4 separate regions of the Mus musculus genome follow, and all the other regions are linked to region 3. The links are chromatin contacts, called in public ChIA-PET and promoter capture Hi-C maps. All regions are on one chromosome and are shown on one strand. Each heading gives the region's core, a stretch centred on a gene start, on an enhancer-like site or on the middle of the called end of the contact. The rest is flanking DNA. Distances are from core to core; before and after follow the strand shown.

Evidence for each region. Promoter capture Hi-C pulls out the DNA fragments that hold promoters and counts their contacts. ChIA-PET counts read pairs in DNA pulled down with a chosen protein or histone mark. Capture Hi-C pulls out chosen DNA fragments and counts their contacts.
Region 1: a promoter capture Hi-C map of liver shows a contact between it and region 3, with 4 times the contacts expected there. The contact joins the promoter of Adora3 here to the promoter of Dennd2d in region 3. A contact is called at or near these places in 3 of 39 promoter capture datasets (the C10 cell line, the HPC-7 cell line and liver), 2 of 484 Hi-C or Micro-C datasets (CD8 T cells and bone marrow-derived macrophages), 13 of 115 datasets of contacts at active chromatin or transcription factors (the 230-238 cell line, the SCID.adh cell line, bone marrow-derived macrophages and 8 more) and 3 of 9 other capture datasets (adipose tissue, liver and macrophages).
Region 2: a contact with region 3 is called in an RNA polymerase II ChIA-PET map of memory CD8 T cells, with 234 read pairs. The contact joins the promoter of Kcna3 here to the promoter of Dennd2d in region 3. A contact is called at or near these places in 6 of 39 promoter capture datasets (the C10 cell line, the HPC-7 cell line, embryonic stem cells and 1 more), 2 of 484 Hi-C or Micro-C datasets (CD4 T cells and bone marrow-derived macrophages), 10 of 115 datasets of contacts at active chromatin or transcription factors (the 230-238 cell line, CD8 T cells, bone marrow-derived macrophages and 6 more) and 1 of 9 other capture datasets (adipose tissue).
Region 4: a promoter capture Hi-C map of liver shows a contact between it and region 3, with 2.1 times the contacts expected there. The contact joins the promoter of A630076J17Rik here to the promoter of Dennd2d in region 3. A contact is called at or near these places in 1 of 39 promoter capture datasets (liver), 1 of 15 datasets of contacts at CTCF or cohesin (large pre-B cells) and 2 of 115 datasets of contacts at active chromatin or transcription factors (T-cell acute lymphoblastic leukemia and pancreatic cancer cells).

The regions. Positions count from the first base shown.
Region 1 is chr3:105,902,528-105,906,140 of GRCm38.p6, reverse strand. It overlaps Adora3 (adenosine A3 receptor), which reads right to left and starts at 1,720. Exons shown (of 2, transcript NM_009631.4): 1 at 989-1,720. The coding sequence starts at 1,341. The region is part of intron 1 of Tmigd3 (transmembrane and immunoglobulin domain containing 3); the gene reads right to left.
Region 2 is chr3:107,034,732-107,038,304 of GRCm38.p6, reverse strand. It overlaps Kcna3 (potassium voltage-gated channel, shaker-related subfamily, member 3), which reads right to left and starts at 2,143. Exons shown (of 1, transcript NM_008418.2): 1 at 176-2,143. The coding sequence starts at 1,882. The coding sequence ends at 296.
Region 3 is chr3:106,484,457-106,488,448 of GRCm38.p6, reverse strand. Dennd2d (DENN/MADD domain containing 2D) reads right to left here and starts at 2,409. Exons shown (of 12, transcript NM_028110.2): 1 at 2,129-2,409; 2 at 1,401-1,576; 3 at 486-598. The coding sequence starts at 2,216. It overlaps 2010016I18Rik (RIKEN cDNA 2010016I18 gene), which reads left to right and starts at 2,536. Exons shown (of 2, transcript NR_033207.1): 1 at 2,536-2,645.
Region 4 is chr3:107,228,408-107,232,096 of GRCm38.p6, reverse strand. It overlaps A630076J17Rik (RIKEN cDNA A630076J17 gene), which reads right to left and starts at 1,483. Exons shown (of 3, transcript NM_001256174.1): 1 at 1,343-1,483. The coding sequence starts at 1,355. It overlaps Prok1 (prokineticin 1), which reads left to right. Exons shown (of 3, transcript NM_001357885.1): 3 at 1-181.

The DNA.
Region 1 (3,613 bases), core at 471-2,970, 580 kb after region 3:
CTCCAGCCTTAGAGATATTTCATGACAATCTCCATTTTACTGATGGCAGTGGCATAGCTACCATTTACTAAACACAGGCTCTAGGCAGGGCTTTTCTGAGAACTTTACATTTATTAGCTTTATTTATTTAACCTTATAAAGGTGAAATTATTATCTTCATTTTATGGATCAGGTAAAACAGCATCAGGTACTGCACAGAAGCCAGAAGTGATAGTGCTACAATTGAACGGAGGTGAGCCTGGTTCAGATGTTCAGAACCACTCTGAGAGGTGGAGAGTGAAGCCGAGAAAGAATGTGCCCAGTGTCAGATCAAAAGATCAGGGAGAGGAATCCAGACTTGTTTTCCTCCAGAGCTTGTCTGTAGTTTCTATGCTATATTCTTCCCCCAAGAGAAACCAGAAGAAACCTGGGAATGTAGTTTCTCATTGGACTGTCCTCTTTGCACAGAAAATGATACTACCATTTTGCAAACAAGAACATCCTTGTCTCAAGGGGGTTTTACATTTCATTAAGAGAACAAACTGCATCCTAAGAATCCGTTTTCAACAGACTAAGACAGAAGCCATGTTAAGATCTACCCTACATCTTCAAAGCCACACCCCCATCTACTTATCTCTTATGCCTGTCTTCCCCTTCTCCTAAAACAAGATATCCTATCTAGTAGGTCAATGTCACTTTGAAAACTTGAGATCAGATTCTTTTTTTAACTAAAAGATACATCACATTTTCATCATCTTTGGCTACCCTGGCCAGAAAGCAGATGCCCATGTTCAATGGAGAAGGGCACAGAGCACCCTCGTTTCCTATTCCTGTCTCAGCTCTTCATGTCTAATGTCTTCACAAACCATGTGGTGCAAAGATATTCACTGCCCTTTGTAAATTTCAAGGGTCAGTTTGACTCATTTCTACGAAAGGGGTCTGGGAGCCAAACTTGGTAGCTCTACTCTCCAGCCTTCTCTCTAATCCACCCCTTCGTCAACCCTGTTACCTGACTGTCAGCTTGACCCGCAGGTATCGGTCTACAGCAATGGCCAGCAAGGACATGATGGAAGCATGGGTGAAGATCAGCAGCACACAGGACATGAAAAGGCAGGCATAGAAGTGCATCTTGACTTGCAGGCTGACAGCAATGGCCAAAGGTGTGACCAGCACCCCAACGGCAATGTCAGCCAGTGCTAGGGAGACAATGAAATAGAACGTGGTGGTCCTCAGAGTGGGGTTCAGCTTGACCACCCAGATGACCAGCATGTTGCCCACAACGGCACAGAGCCCGATGGCAGCCTCCATGGTGATGTAGGTGATGTTCAGCCAGTCCGTCTCCGTGGTGTTGTCGGCTTCCATGCTGTCTCAGAAAAGCTTCAGGCGGAAGCTTCCGTGGCTCTTCAGCAGGTTGTGTATGGGCCAGTGGACCCAGCTCTTGTCAGACTTCTGCCCAGAAGTTAGAATGTCACAACAGTCCAGAGAACTCACAACTTGCTCATTCCTTCCGGTATGACTCTCTCTTAGAGACTCTTCTCAGAAAGGGCCTGTTACAGGACCATCAACCTCAGCCGCTTATCCCTGCCTTCCCATTAACCTGGAGGATGCAGGTCTCTGCAGCCAAATCCGAGAGGGCCACCGTTCTTACTTCCCCAGGCAAACAGAGTCAGGGCTTCTGCTGTCCCCTGGGCCCCAGAGAACTTTCGAGCTCCATCAAGATAAGCACTCCTCTTTAGAGTGTTTCAAGAAGTGAGATAGTCCAAGAGGAAGTACAGGAACCCTCTGAAGAAGAAGAAGAAAAAAAAGGATGGAAAGAGCACAGGAGGCTGGCCTGAGTCACATGGAGGCAGCTCCAAGAGGAGATTAGAGACAGGGTCTGTTAGTGACAGCTGACAGTTTCAGCTACAGGGAAGGCTAAGGCAGTGGGATTACAGGTTCAAGCCCTGCCTTGGTTACTGTGTTAAGGCCAGCCTAAGTAACCCAGTGTCTCAAAAAACAAAACAAAACAAAAATCCAAACCAATGAAAGAAAGAAAGAAAGAAAGAAAGAAAGAAAGAAAGAAAGAAAGAAAGAAAGAAAGAAAGAAAAAGAAAGAACCAACACTCAAAAGTCAGGATGTGGGGAGCCAAAGATATATTTCAGAAGTAGAATGATTGGCTGGCATCAGGCTCTGAGTACTGCCCCCACCACAACTGATATACAACACACACACACACACACACACACACACAAGTGGTGGGGAGAAACTAGAGATCATTCAGGGACCAGATGAGCTGTGGGTAGGATTGGGTAGAAGAGGTGGAAACACTAATCATGTAATATTTCCACCCTCAGCCTGCTTAACACAAAGATCTTGTGATAGAGACAATTGTGATGCACACTTTAATCCCAGGACTGGGGAGACAGAGGCAGGCAGATCTTTGTGAGTTTAAGGGCACTCAGATCTACCTAAAAAATTCAGGACACTCAGGGACAAAACTGAAAACAATTTTTACACACACACACACACACACACACACACACACTCACACACACACACACACTCACACACACACACACACACACACACACACACATACACACACACACACACACAGTGCAAGAGCAGCAGGCACACTTATCCACTGAGTCTTCTCTCCAGCCCTGGTGTTTACGTGGGGTGTTTTATTTTGTTTTGTTTTTGTTTTTGTTTTTTGTTTGTTTGTTGTTTTACGTTTCATCAGCCCCCCGAGTGGCCTTTCCTCTTACTTCTGCTGTAACTGCCTTCTTTCTGTCCTCTTCAGAGGGGAAGTTACAGAAAGCAATTTCTACCAAGAGGCAAGAAAGAGTCTTCCTTAACAAAAAGCAATTGCAATCTCGCTTTGTTGGTTCCTAGAAAAATCTCCATCATTTGCCACAGACAGAGAGGCAGGACAGGAGATCAAGCTTTCTTCTCTATTTAAGGCTTGTTGGTCAGGAAACGGGCAGCTTCTACATTAACAACAACAGAAACAAGGTGACGGTCCATGTTTTGTTACATTGAAAAGCAAGGTGGACAGGCTGGAGCGATGGCTCAGCTATAAAGAGCAGTGGATGCTCTTCCAGAGGACCATAACCACCACGGCTTCCCACCCAGGATTATGTTACTCCCAGAGGTTTCTGCGATGCCTTGGGTGCTTCTTCTCTTCGAAGGAGAAATGTCCGTTCTTTTTTGTTTTCTGAATAAACAGAGAGCACCAGTGTTCAAGGGCGAGTTTGAGGGGTGGAAGAGAAGTTTCCATATTCCCTCACTAGCTTGTCTTATGACCATGCTAAATATCTGTTCACTGGGGATTGAAATCCAAAAGGCAATCCAGGAGAGGGGGCAGAGAGACCAGGATAGACAGCCACCTCACACACCTGTTACCTCACTGGTACCCATGGACCCAGTCTCTCACATCTTCTGTTACCAGGTCCTGGTTCCTGATAATAGCTTTCGTTATGATTCCCAGGTTAGTGGGGTTTGAGCCTGTTCAGGCTCCTGCCATCTGCTTCTTTCACCGAAGCCATAAGCCCACAGCTCCCAGCAATTCCTGGCTCCGAAATTCCCTTTCACTTCTTCGCCTGTGCACACTCACTAGGTCTAGCAGGATCTCTTCCTTGCCCCCACCTAGAA
Region 2 (3,573 bases), core at 894-3,393, 550 kb before region 3:
CCTCTCAGGATGTGGCTGTAGGGCTCACACAAAAAAACCACGCTTAATGTAAGTTTGTTGGTCACAAAATTAAGAGACAGGGAGAGAGAGAAAAAAAGAGCTGAGAGAATGCAGCCCACTTGCAAAAACAGGCACCTGTTTCAGTATGAAGCAATAGGGAGAATGAAGTGTGCTTCCTCACTTCTTGTACTTTCCTTGATGAGTGGTCTGGAAATGTATAAATCAAGGGCATACACAGACCAAGGGGGCATGTTCCACACAATACTGGGCACAGAATTGGCAACCGTATCATATATTAGACATCAGTGAATATCTTCTTGATGTTGACACAGGAGTTGGGGTTATTGTTCGTGGTGCAAGTGGCTGTGGAGTTGCCCGTTTTGAAGGGGGTCTGCGGGAAGGCGCTGTGGTTCATACCCCCCTCTTCGATCACCATATACTCCGACTTACTCAGAGTGGAGTTACTCCGGGCTTTTCGGAGCTCCTCGGCTGAAGAGGAGAGGTGCTGGCAACTGCCCACGTGCATGTACTGGGCTTGCTCTTCCCCTTCTGTCTCCCGGTGGTAGAAGTAGTTGAAGTTGGAAACAATCACAGGAACTGGCAATGCAATGGTCAAGACACCTGCGATGGCACAAAGAGAGCCCACAATCTTGCCTCCTATGGTCACTGGGTGCATATCACCATAACCAACAGTTGTCATGGTTACTACTGCCCACCAGAAGGCATCCGGGATACTGTTAAAACCCGAAGAAGGGTCGTCTGCCTCAGCAAAGTAGACTGCACTGGAGAAAAGGATGACCCCAATGAAGAGGAAGAATATGAGCAGCCCCAGCTCCCGCATGGAAGCCTTCAGCGTCTGTCCTAGGATCTGCAGCCCCTTAGAATGGCGGGAGAGCTTGAAGATGCGGAAAACCCTTACTAGGCGGATGACTCTCAGGATGGCCAGCGACATGGCCTGCTGCCCATTACCTTGTCGTTCAGCCAGCTCAGTGCCCAGAGTGATAAAATAAGGAATGATGGCCACAATGTCTATCAAGTTCATGATATTTCTGGAGAAGGTGGCTTTACTGGGGCAAGCAAAGAACCGCACCAGAAGCTCAAAGGAGAACCAGATGATGCACAAGGTCTCCACCACGAAGAAGGGGTCCGAGAAGCTGGAGGCTCCAGAAGGGGCCCCCGACGTGCTGTTGTTGGCAGCCTCAAACACGTCCTGCGACGGGGAGGCGGGATAGTCTTTCTCATCGCGAAACTCGGGAAGCGTCTCCAAGCAGAAGATGACAATGGAGATGAGAATGACCAGCACTGACACAATGGCAATGCCCCGGGCCGGCCCGGAGCTCTCCGGATATTCGAAGAGCAGCCACACCTGGCGCTGGAAGTCACGGCGGGGCAGGGGTCGCTCCTCCTCCCGCAGGAAGCCCTCATCCTCACGGAACTTTTCCATGGCCTCCTCACCCAGCTGGTAAAAGCGGATCTCCTCGGAGAAGATGTCGATGGGCACGTTGACCGGCCGGCGAATGCGGCCCCCGGACTGGTAGTAGTAGAGGATGGCGTCGAAGCTGGGTCGGTTGCGGTCGAAGAAGTACTCATTGCGGAGTGGGTCAAAGTACCGCATGCGCCGCTTGGGGTCGCCCAGCAGTGTCTCGGGGAACTGGCAGAGGGTCTTGAGCTGCGTCTCGAAGCGCAGCCCAGAGATGTTGATGACCACACGCTCGCCGCAGCAATCTTGCTCGCCCGCGGCGGGCAGCGCGGGTGGCAGTGGCTCGTAGCGGTCGCAGCCGCCACCGCCGCCGCCACTGCCACAGCCTCCCTGAGGCGGGTCCCCGCCACCGCCTCCCGCCGCCTCTGGCTCCAGCAGGTGGTCCCCGGGCACCACGGTCATGTCTGGCGGCAGCTCGGCGTGGCCGGGGCTCTGCAGGATGCGCGCGCCGCCTCCTGCGGGGTCCGGTGCAGGGTGGGCGCGGTGATGGGTGGAGGGCTGCGGCGGTCGAGCGCGGGAGGCGGCGGTGCTTTCCTTCCCTGCTGGCGGCTGCCGGCCCGAGTCGCTCCTCCTGGAGCTCCCCGCCCCACCGCCGCCTCTGCCCTACGAGCCCGGCCCCGCCGCCTGTTGCTGCGGCTGCCGCGAGGCTCTGTCTGGGCTGGCGCGGCCCGCGGGGCTGCACGGTCCAGACGCCTCCTCCTCCCTCCTCCGCACCCCTCCCCGCGGGGCGCGCGCCCGCCTCTCTGCCACCGCCCCCGGGTTTCCCGCCCACCGCGCGCGCGCGCTCCGCTTCCCGCTTGCCACCCTTGTTCCTCGACCTTCTTTGTCACTGGATCGCCGCCAACTTGCACCCCACTCCCCAGACTCCGCGGAACCCCTACCCAGCCACGCTGGCCTTGGAGGAACCCGGCCGCCTGACCTCGTTCCTGGGCTCTGCTTGCTCGCTCCTGGTCAGCGCGCGTTCCCTTCCCGCGCGTGGTCGAGACCTAATCTCAGGGCTGTTATACCCACGCAAGGACCACACCTCATCCCTCGAAGGGAGGCCTCCTGGCCCTTGACACTTTGCCAAGAAGGGCAAGTTCCACTAGAGTAGGTAACAAAAAGTCCCAAGCAAAGGAGGCATCCAGGCATCCAGACCCTGAATGTCTTGGGAGGAGGGGCTGCAGGCTAGGTTGTCTGGGCTAGTGCAGGATAGGATAGTCTGGGGCCAGCATCCGGATTTAGAGGGGTAGAATAATGCTAAAACCTGGGTGTTGGTGCAGTAAACGATATTTTTGGACAGGAAGCAATGGGTTAATGGGTAACATGGGGTCTCAAGTCTTCCCAGCAGTCTAAAAAGAGGGTCCTTAAAGGCATCTGGAGACCTCATTTTTATAATGGTTAGCTCAGTGCGGGCAGAATCAGGGGCAAGTTTCTGGTTGGGATTAGTGAGGGCAGTGGAAAAAAATAAGAGGGAATGGTAAAGAAAATTCACCACACCTTACTGTGTGACGAACAGGCCCAATACCTAGCGTTTAATTAACACAATGATACCTGCCCTTGCAGTAGGGAACTCGAGAAAGTGTATTTTAGCTGTTAATGTGGGAAAGCCTTCATTTTGCAGATTGTGCCTCTCTTGCTTGATATGGGCCTACAGAAAATATTATCTCCCTTAAACTGTTTCTCTAAATTGTGCTGGTTGCTTTAAACATAATTTCTGTTCCCAGACATTTAGCTACCCCAAGTATAAGTACCAGAGTTACAAAATTCTGTTACCCCCTTGAATCATTGCAATCGTTTGCAAAAGAGGAACTATTGTCTAGACATTCACTCATTCCATGAAGTTAGCTGAAAATTCAGTTTGATGTAAGAGTGATCTGTCGTCATGTTTTTCTTACCCCCTCTCCCAACTACTAAACTATGATAAAGAGGGCTTGCCCAACTTCTGTTGTTAGCAACTTGGAAATCCTGGGATCTCAGCATTTGTTTGTTGTACTGAATTCTGCAACAAGTGATGCTTTGTATTTATTTCTGTCTGCTCTGGGGAGATATTTCTTCTTTTGAGTTCAGGACCCTATTGTGATTCCTGGGCTGGGGAGCGAGGGAGAGCTGAG
Region 3 (3,992 bases), core at 1,160-3,659:
CAGCAGTCACTTACTAAGCACTTGATGGTGTCAAGCTCTAATGCATCGCCTCATTCGAGACTCAACTAAACATTTCTGAAGAAGGTTCAATTATTATCACCACTTTAAGGACCAGGTAAGTAAGGCTCTGAGGTTACTTCTTATCTAAAAATTGAAGTCCTGGTCTGCTTCCAGTGTTCATGATGCAAGCAAGAACCATTTCCTTATTGTAGAGGCCAAAGTCTTTCTCTCCAGTCCAGAGTAGAAAAAGATAAATAAATAAAAACATTTTTAAAAGGCAATTTCTTCTTCTAGGAAGAGGTAAGAGACTCTTTAAAGTCTTCAGAGAGAAAGTCAAGTCACAGCTTCAATCATTTGTCTAAAGGATCCCAAGCAAAATATTTCCCTGGCAAAAACTCAGCATTCATACCAGGTGAGGGGACAAGAGCCACGCATTTGCCCTTCTATCCAAATCTGATACCCTTTCCTGCAGGCTGAGTGGTTACCTGGGATACTCTGTGAGTGGTGCCCACTCATTTCCATCAGGGAAGCAGAACAAAGGGATGGCACTGAGCAACCGGTCCTCCTCCTCCTGCTGACCTCGGAGCAGGTTCTCCCTCTGTCAGGAAAAGACAGTGGAATTTAGGCAAAGAAGCAGAGGTCAGAAGCCTGTCAGCCTTCTTTCTGACCAACATGGGGTACAAAGGTGCCTTTGGTTGGTACCATACAGTCTGAACTCTAAGTCTAGCTGGAAGAACCTCAAAGAGAAAGCAATTTGTTCTGGGCCACATCAATGTAACCTTGGGTTGGAATTCAGTATCCTGAGGATTTACATATTCAAAAAGAAGATTAGAAAGGTCAGCTGGACCAACCTCCTGAGAGGGTGGCATCAGAGAGAAACCACATCATAGAAAAGAAGCAACCCTTCCAGTTGCTAAACCTTCTAACAAGAGAGGCTGGTAAGAAGGGGACATTACGCCTCACCCAGTGCATGATCAGGCAAGAAGAGATCTAATACTTTGGGAGACTGATCTTAGGCTGTGCTTGAGTCGGGGGCCTGCTTGATTCTCTACCACACAACCAGGAAGGCCATCCCTTCTTAGTAGTTCCAGCAGAAGCTGAGTTTTCCTGTAGGAAAAGGTGACTGAGGTGGAATTTGGAAGAACTGAAGGTTTCCCACAGGGGCAAGAGCATTGTTTCCCTGCTCCAGAGTTTCAGTCAGTCCTTCACAAAGCAGTCAGACCTAGATTCTCTGGGTGATTACAGAAAACTAGGGCTGGGCTACAAAGGAAACTAGAGCAGTGAGCTCAGGGCTAGAGCCCAGGCAGCGTGGTAAGACATAGAACTCCTCTATTACCTTTTAAACACACCTTCGTCCTCCCACCTCCATCCTCAGGCCCCACTTCTCCCTCCATCCTTACCTTGGGAAACTGGTAAGTGATCGTGGGCTCATAGTCATCCCCTAAACGCTTTTTCTTTAAAGAAACAACAAGAAGGTATTCAAAGAAGTGCTGGCCTCCAGCAAAGCTAGATGGAGAATGCTCCTGGATCCTTTCTGGCTCTGTGACAGCTTCCCCAGGATTGTTCTGGGATTGTCCTAAAATGGAGATGCAAGGGTCTCTTGAGTATTCTTTCCACTCCTCCATTCTGTAGTGCGAGCGAGAATCTGGGCAACAACCATGCCTCAAGGCTACAGTGCCAAGCCTGACCAGGCACCACCAGGCAGGATCAGAGCCAAGGGGGCAATTTCCATACCTGCCCTGGGAAACTTGAAACTGTGGAGTGACACAGGAAGAAAAGAAAACACTGATGTAGAACCGAGGAGCCATGCCATGCTGTGGAGGTTCTTGGAGGCCTGATGCCTGACACTGTATAGTCTGCCTGATGCAACAGTTCTGGGTATTTTGTGAGCCCTGAGTAAATTTGCACTAAATAATCAGAGTAGACCCATAGGGCATTTTTTGGTAATTATAGCAAGACCTCTGCAACAGACGGGACTAGCTCTGCAAACTGATAAGGCAATCCTCCTGGCTTGACCACATGGGGGCCATGTGGGTTTGAGCATATAAAGGAAAAAGAGGATCACTACAGCAGGAATCAGCCCATAAAAAGATCATCCGAAAAAGGAAGTAGGCAATCCAGTTCTGACCTGCTCGAAGTCGTGGCAAGCGATTTCGGAGCAGCCTGAGGGTTCGGCCTACCCCTTGTCCTTCCATCATTCTGAGCTTTGGGGGCATGGATGTTCTTTCTCCTTCAGGCTGGCCACAGAAAGCCTGAGAAAGTGCCTTCTGCCTTGGTCTCCAATCACAACTTTATTGAGCTGAGCCACACGCTGTCTCCCAAAGGCAGAGAGCAGTTTCCATCCTGTGTACTCCGTAATTGAGCAAGAAGGATGTGAAAGGACCCACGAGGCAGCTTAGTGTGGGCACTGACAGAAGCAGCATCCTGGCACTACAACTCAGCTCTTGGCTCCTCCCAAGAGCCCCAGGGTGTGGTAACAGAAAAGGTCATGAGCAAACATCTCAAGGCACAGCTGCTTCTGGGCCAAGGGCTTTCAATTCCAGTGCTTGCAGACCATGTGGTGAGTTTATTTACAAACCCAGGCAGCGAGGGATGCCTGTGAAGATCAGACTATGGACTCCAGTGCCTCGTGGGGCACAGCACAGGTATTTTACATCCCTCATCCTCCACTGCTCACGATCACCTTTTCAAGCAATCGTCGGGAGCTGCAAAGTCCCACCAGGCCAACTGGCGAATCTAAAACATCAAGGATCTTCAGGAACCCAGGACTGAACACTTCTTGCAGCCAAGATGCCAGATTGCCCTGATTCAGATAAGTAGACTTGCCCACTCATTCTCTAAATGTACTAATAACTTGTAACAGGAGAGGCCCACCTCTGAGAGGCCCAGATATACAGAATAGCTGTGAAGGTGATTACTTCACCCACTCCTCCCTGGCAATCTTTCCTGATCTAAGGCATAAATCTCTCTCACTATTCCAGGGTTCCGGAAGAATCCTTTCTCTCACCATCTTTACTAAAAGGAAGCAATGACTCGGGAAATCGTCCCCAGCTTAGAGTAGGAGCCTAGTTGCATCAGCAGCTGTAGGGGTACAGAGCATCTTCACCCCTCCCCTACCCCTGCTCAGCCTTTCCTCTGGTTGGGCCAGGACAAGCTAAACAGCAGGCCCAGTACTATGTCTAGAGATTGAGGAAGAGGAGAAAAGTAGTCGCTGATACCCTGGGTTATTAAACAGAAAGTCCTGAATAAGGAAATGTACAGGATAAGAGGAAGGAGACTTTGCCCAGAAGTAACTTAATGGGGAGGGAAGAAGTAAAAGGATCTGGTGCCTGTGTCTGCCACTCCTGCAAAGAATTAGCAGCCCTCTGGGAGGGAGTGTGTTGCTATGGTAAGAAGGAAGGCTGTCACCCTACTCCTAAGAGCACTGAAACTGTGGCACTGGTAAAATGCAGGACTCAGAAACCCAACATTGACTTGTGGCGGAAGCAGCAATCATAGTACAGATGATGAGAGTTGGGATCTTGAGAACGGGGAAGCAAGACACCACAGAAAGTACTTGTGTCTTACTTGTAGCCTGTATAGACATGTTGCATAATCTTTACTGGTTGCCTTACGGAGCAAGAGCATGCCTAGTACAGAAAGGAAAACCGAGGCATTAAGTCACTCGGAGGCAATTGAAAATGAACAGGATCTGTACAAAGTGAACGTCATAAAAAGTTCCAAATCCAGGCTCAGGCCTTCTGGTGTATTACACAGTAAACATCTCCCGGTAGGAAGAGGTAGTGGGTGGAGTGGGATGGGTGGCGAGCAAATGGCTTGGGGGGCCAGAGTCATCTTCCTGGTCATCCCAGAAGCTCAGGAAATGTCTTTTCCTCAGTCCTTGGGGCTGGCTTTTCACTCCATTTCCTCCTGCTTTATCAGGAGAAACAAGGGACCAGCAATGTCAGAAATCCCAGACCAATGAAAAGTAACTAAGACCTTTGGGCTGAGGC
Region 4 (3,689 bases), core at 234-2,733, 740 kb before region 3:
GCGAAGTGGCTTGACTTCCCTTCAAACAGGAGGGCGAGGAGAATGGATACCTTATTAACTAAAGCTACATATAGCGTCACGTGACCCAAACCGCATATAGTCAGCCCTCCGGACCCTGGGGCTCTTCATGGGAATTCCACCAACTGTGGATCAAAATATTAAAAAGTGCATCTGCATTGAACATGCGTTGAGCTTGTTCTTATTATTCTCTGAACACCACACATATGGCCGTGGGGCACGGCACTGTGTTCAGTTTTATAAGTAACCTCGGAAGAGTTAAAGCGTGTGAGACGATGAGCACAGGTCCGTGTGATCCCACGATGCTTTCTATAAGGGACCTGAACATCCTCAGATTTTGCTATCCACTGAGGGGTCCTGTGAATTCCAGGGTTGTTGTTGTCTCTTCTCTTGCATACTTGGGATATTCAATTTTCAACCTCGGGCAACAACTCCTTGAATGGAAGTTCTGATTATACATGGGATTAGTAGCACCCAAGTGGCCAGGATGGGGTGCCAGTCTGTTGTGACTGTGGTGTCTTTAAATGAACTCGAGGATTGTTTTTCCCTTCCCTGGAGGGCACTGCCCTGCCCACCTTGGCAGGAGCAGAGAATCTAATATAGAGTTAATGGACACCTAGTCCTGCCTGTATCTCTGAGCTGGTTGTACCCCTGTTAGGATCTTGTCATGCATGGTGAGCACTAGGCAGGAGCGAGGCTGTGATATATGAAGCACACCCTCACTGTCTGCTCCCCAGCTGGGGCTGTTTAGCTCCAGAAGCCCACAGCCACTAGACCACGGAGGCAACGAATTTCAGATGGGTAAGCATGAGCTCCCCCATATGACTTTACCTTCAACATCTGTAAAGAAAGCACCATATGTTCCCACTCCATGTGGCTAGCACTGCTTCAACCTCCCCTAGCTCTCCTGCCTAGCTGAGAATAGCAAAGCGCTTGGGTCTTGGGAAGATCATGTGGCCCATGTCACACAGGGCATGAGACTCAATATCCATTTCCCTTAAAGTCCTCGCTCTCTCCCTCCCCCCTCGCTTTCTCTGTGTGTCTCAGTCACCCTCCCTTCCCCCCCACCACTCTCTCTTTCTCATCTCATCTTATCAGGTACCCTTGGACATCCTGGAACTCATTATGTAGTCCAGATGGGTCTCAAACTTACAGCAATCCTCCTGCCTCTGCCTCTCAAATGCTGGGATTACAAGTGTGACTACTATAGCTGGCTGCCTAGGCAGGGAGATGCATTGAAGGATAAGGAGCTGTGAGCATGCTTCAGGAGCCTCTGAAATTCTGTCACAAAAGCAAAGTCCAAAGGTTAAATAAACAGACATACCTGCAGCTGTCATTTCCTTTGCTCACAGTGCAAGCTGCTGTAGTCTGCATGTCTGATTCCTGACAAGGGGCAGGCTGTCCAGAGCTTAGCATCACAGCCAGCACCAGCTGCTTCCTAGCTTGGGACTTTGGTCGGTTTACTGAACTTTCTGTGTTTCAAGTTCCCCCTTTATTAATGGCACCAGCATCATCACCATCATCATCATCTGCTTCTTGGGGTGGCAGTGAAGATTAAGTGTTAGCGAATGGGAAGTGCTCAGGATATCATCTGCCCTGTGGAAGTGTCACGGGGGTGGTCAGCTACTCATCTTTCATCCTTATGAAGGCATCACAAAGAGTCAGCTTTCAGCTCCTTGGCCCAGCCTCTGGGGGCTTTTGTGCCACACCCCTTACCAAACTTCAGAGCTTGGACGCCTCTCCTTAGTTGGGAAAACCAAACATCTGGGAAGAAAAGCTTTCTGGATGCCTTTCAAAGGCCCCAAATAGTAACTTAACAGCAAGAAACCCCTGTGTGTTCAGTCAATGTTCATTCCTTGCCAAGTTCAAGTTCACACACAGGTTCCTAGAGGCGGAGCCTGATAACAGCTGTGATTAGAAAGAAAAACACACTAACCGTATCTCCCTGAGACCCTGTTAAACTGAGAGGCATCGATCGTGAGTGAGGTACAGTGTTTGCTCTGTCTGGGATCTTAGCACAGAGCTGTCTGCACAGTGGACTCTGGTCTGCCCTGGCTTTCCCCAGACTCTGGGCAGAATAACTGTATCAGGAGCATACATTCCCTGGCATAGGCCTCCCTGGCAGCTTCCAGCTATGTCAAGGGGCACAGGGTGGATTCTGGGGTTACCAGCAGGATTCATTTGCATTTTTCTGGCCCCTCGCCAGCTCTCTAGCTATGACTCCCACATGAGACTTCTGTACCTTTTACCTTCTTAGAAGCCCCACCTCAGCCTGTCAGTCAACCCAACCATTGGAGGAAACTAATTCAACAAATAACGAAAAATTAACACTGCTTTGCAAAGAGAGGTAGCTCCCATTAGCTAACCCTCCAGTCTATGTAGAGTGTGGACTTCATATTGAACAAGTATCATCATGGCTGCCAGCCTAGCTTGTCTTGTCTACCTGGACTGGGCAAGCGGGACAAGATTTTGATTCCCATGTTAAAAAACAAAAACAAAAACAAAACCAAAAAAAAAAACAAAAAAACAAAACCCAAAACACAACCACAGCAGCTGGGTGTGACGATGAATGCCTATGGCCTCAGTGGTGGGGATGCAGAGGCAGGCTGACCCTTGGGGCTAGCTAGCTGGCCAGTCAGCCAAGCTGAATCAGCAAGCTCCAGGTAAGAGTGAGAAATCCTGCTTTGTAAACAAAGCGGAGGCCTGGCGGGACAGGTCAATGAGTAGAGGCGTGTGAATGCATGTCTGATAGCTTGAGTTTACACCTTGGATCCCACAGGATGGTTGGAAGAGAATCAACCCCTGAAAGTCGTTCTCAGACTTCCATGAACACAATAGTGCACACACCACACAGACACACAGACACAGACACACACACACACACATACACACACAGACACAGAGAGACAGAGACAGAGAGAGAAAGAGACAGAGAGAGAAAGAGACAGAGACAGAGAGAGAATAAACAAGATGGAAAGCAACTTTGATACCCAGGTCTTTGCATGCATATTCATGTGTGCGTCCCTGTATAATCGCACAACATTCGAGCACCACAAGAAGTACCAGGGTAGTAAAGAAGACAGGAAGAATGGGGCGTGTTCCTTCCTCCTCCTTGGTGTTTGAGACGTTGATGCTTGAGCTCATGTAGCACAGGCTAGCCTCAAACTCACCATGTGCCCCAGGTTTTCCTTAAACTCACTGTGTAGTCAACAATGACCTTGAACTTCTGACCCTCCTGCCTCTACATCACAAGTGCTGGAATTACAGTGGGCAATATCACATCTGAACTTCTGTTTTGCTTTAATGTTTTAGACTTTGTCCCAGATAGACCCATCCCATCCAGTACTTCTTGTGGCCACCCCCTCCAAGCTGTGCAGTGCCCCATGGGGTCTGTCCATTCAGTTCAGGGTGATGATTGTAATCAAGGCTGTTTTCAATTCCCACAGGGCAGCAAACATTAGCTTCAAAGTACTTACACCAGATATCAGCTACAACATTAGGAGGGAAACAAACATTGTTATCAATTAATGTTGTTAGAGATTAAATATTTGATATTTTAAACACATATACATCTTAGGAAAAAACACTCCTTAATTGATGTAAGTAGGTGGTGGTGAGCAGTTTTTTTCACTGACATGGGGTTATTGAACATCTTCAGGTAAGGATCTAAC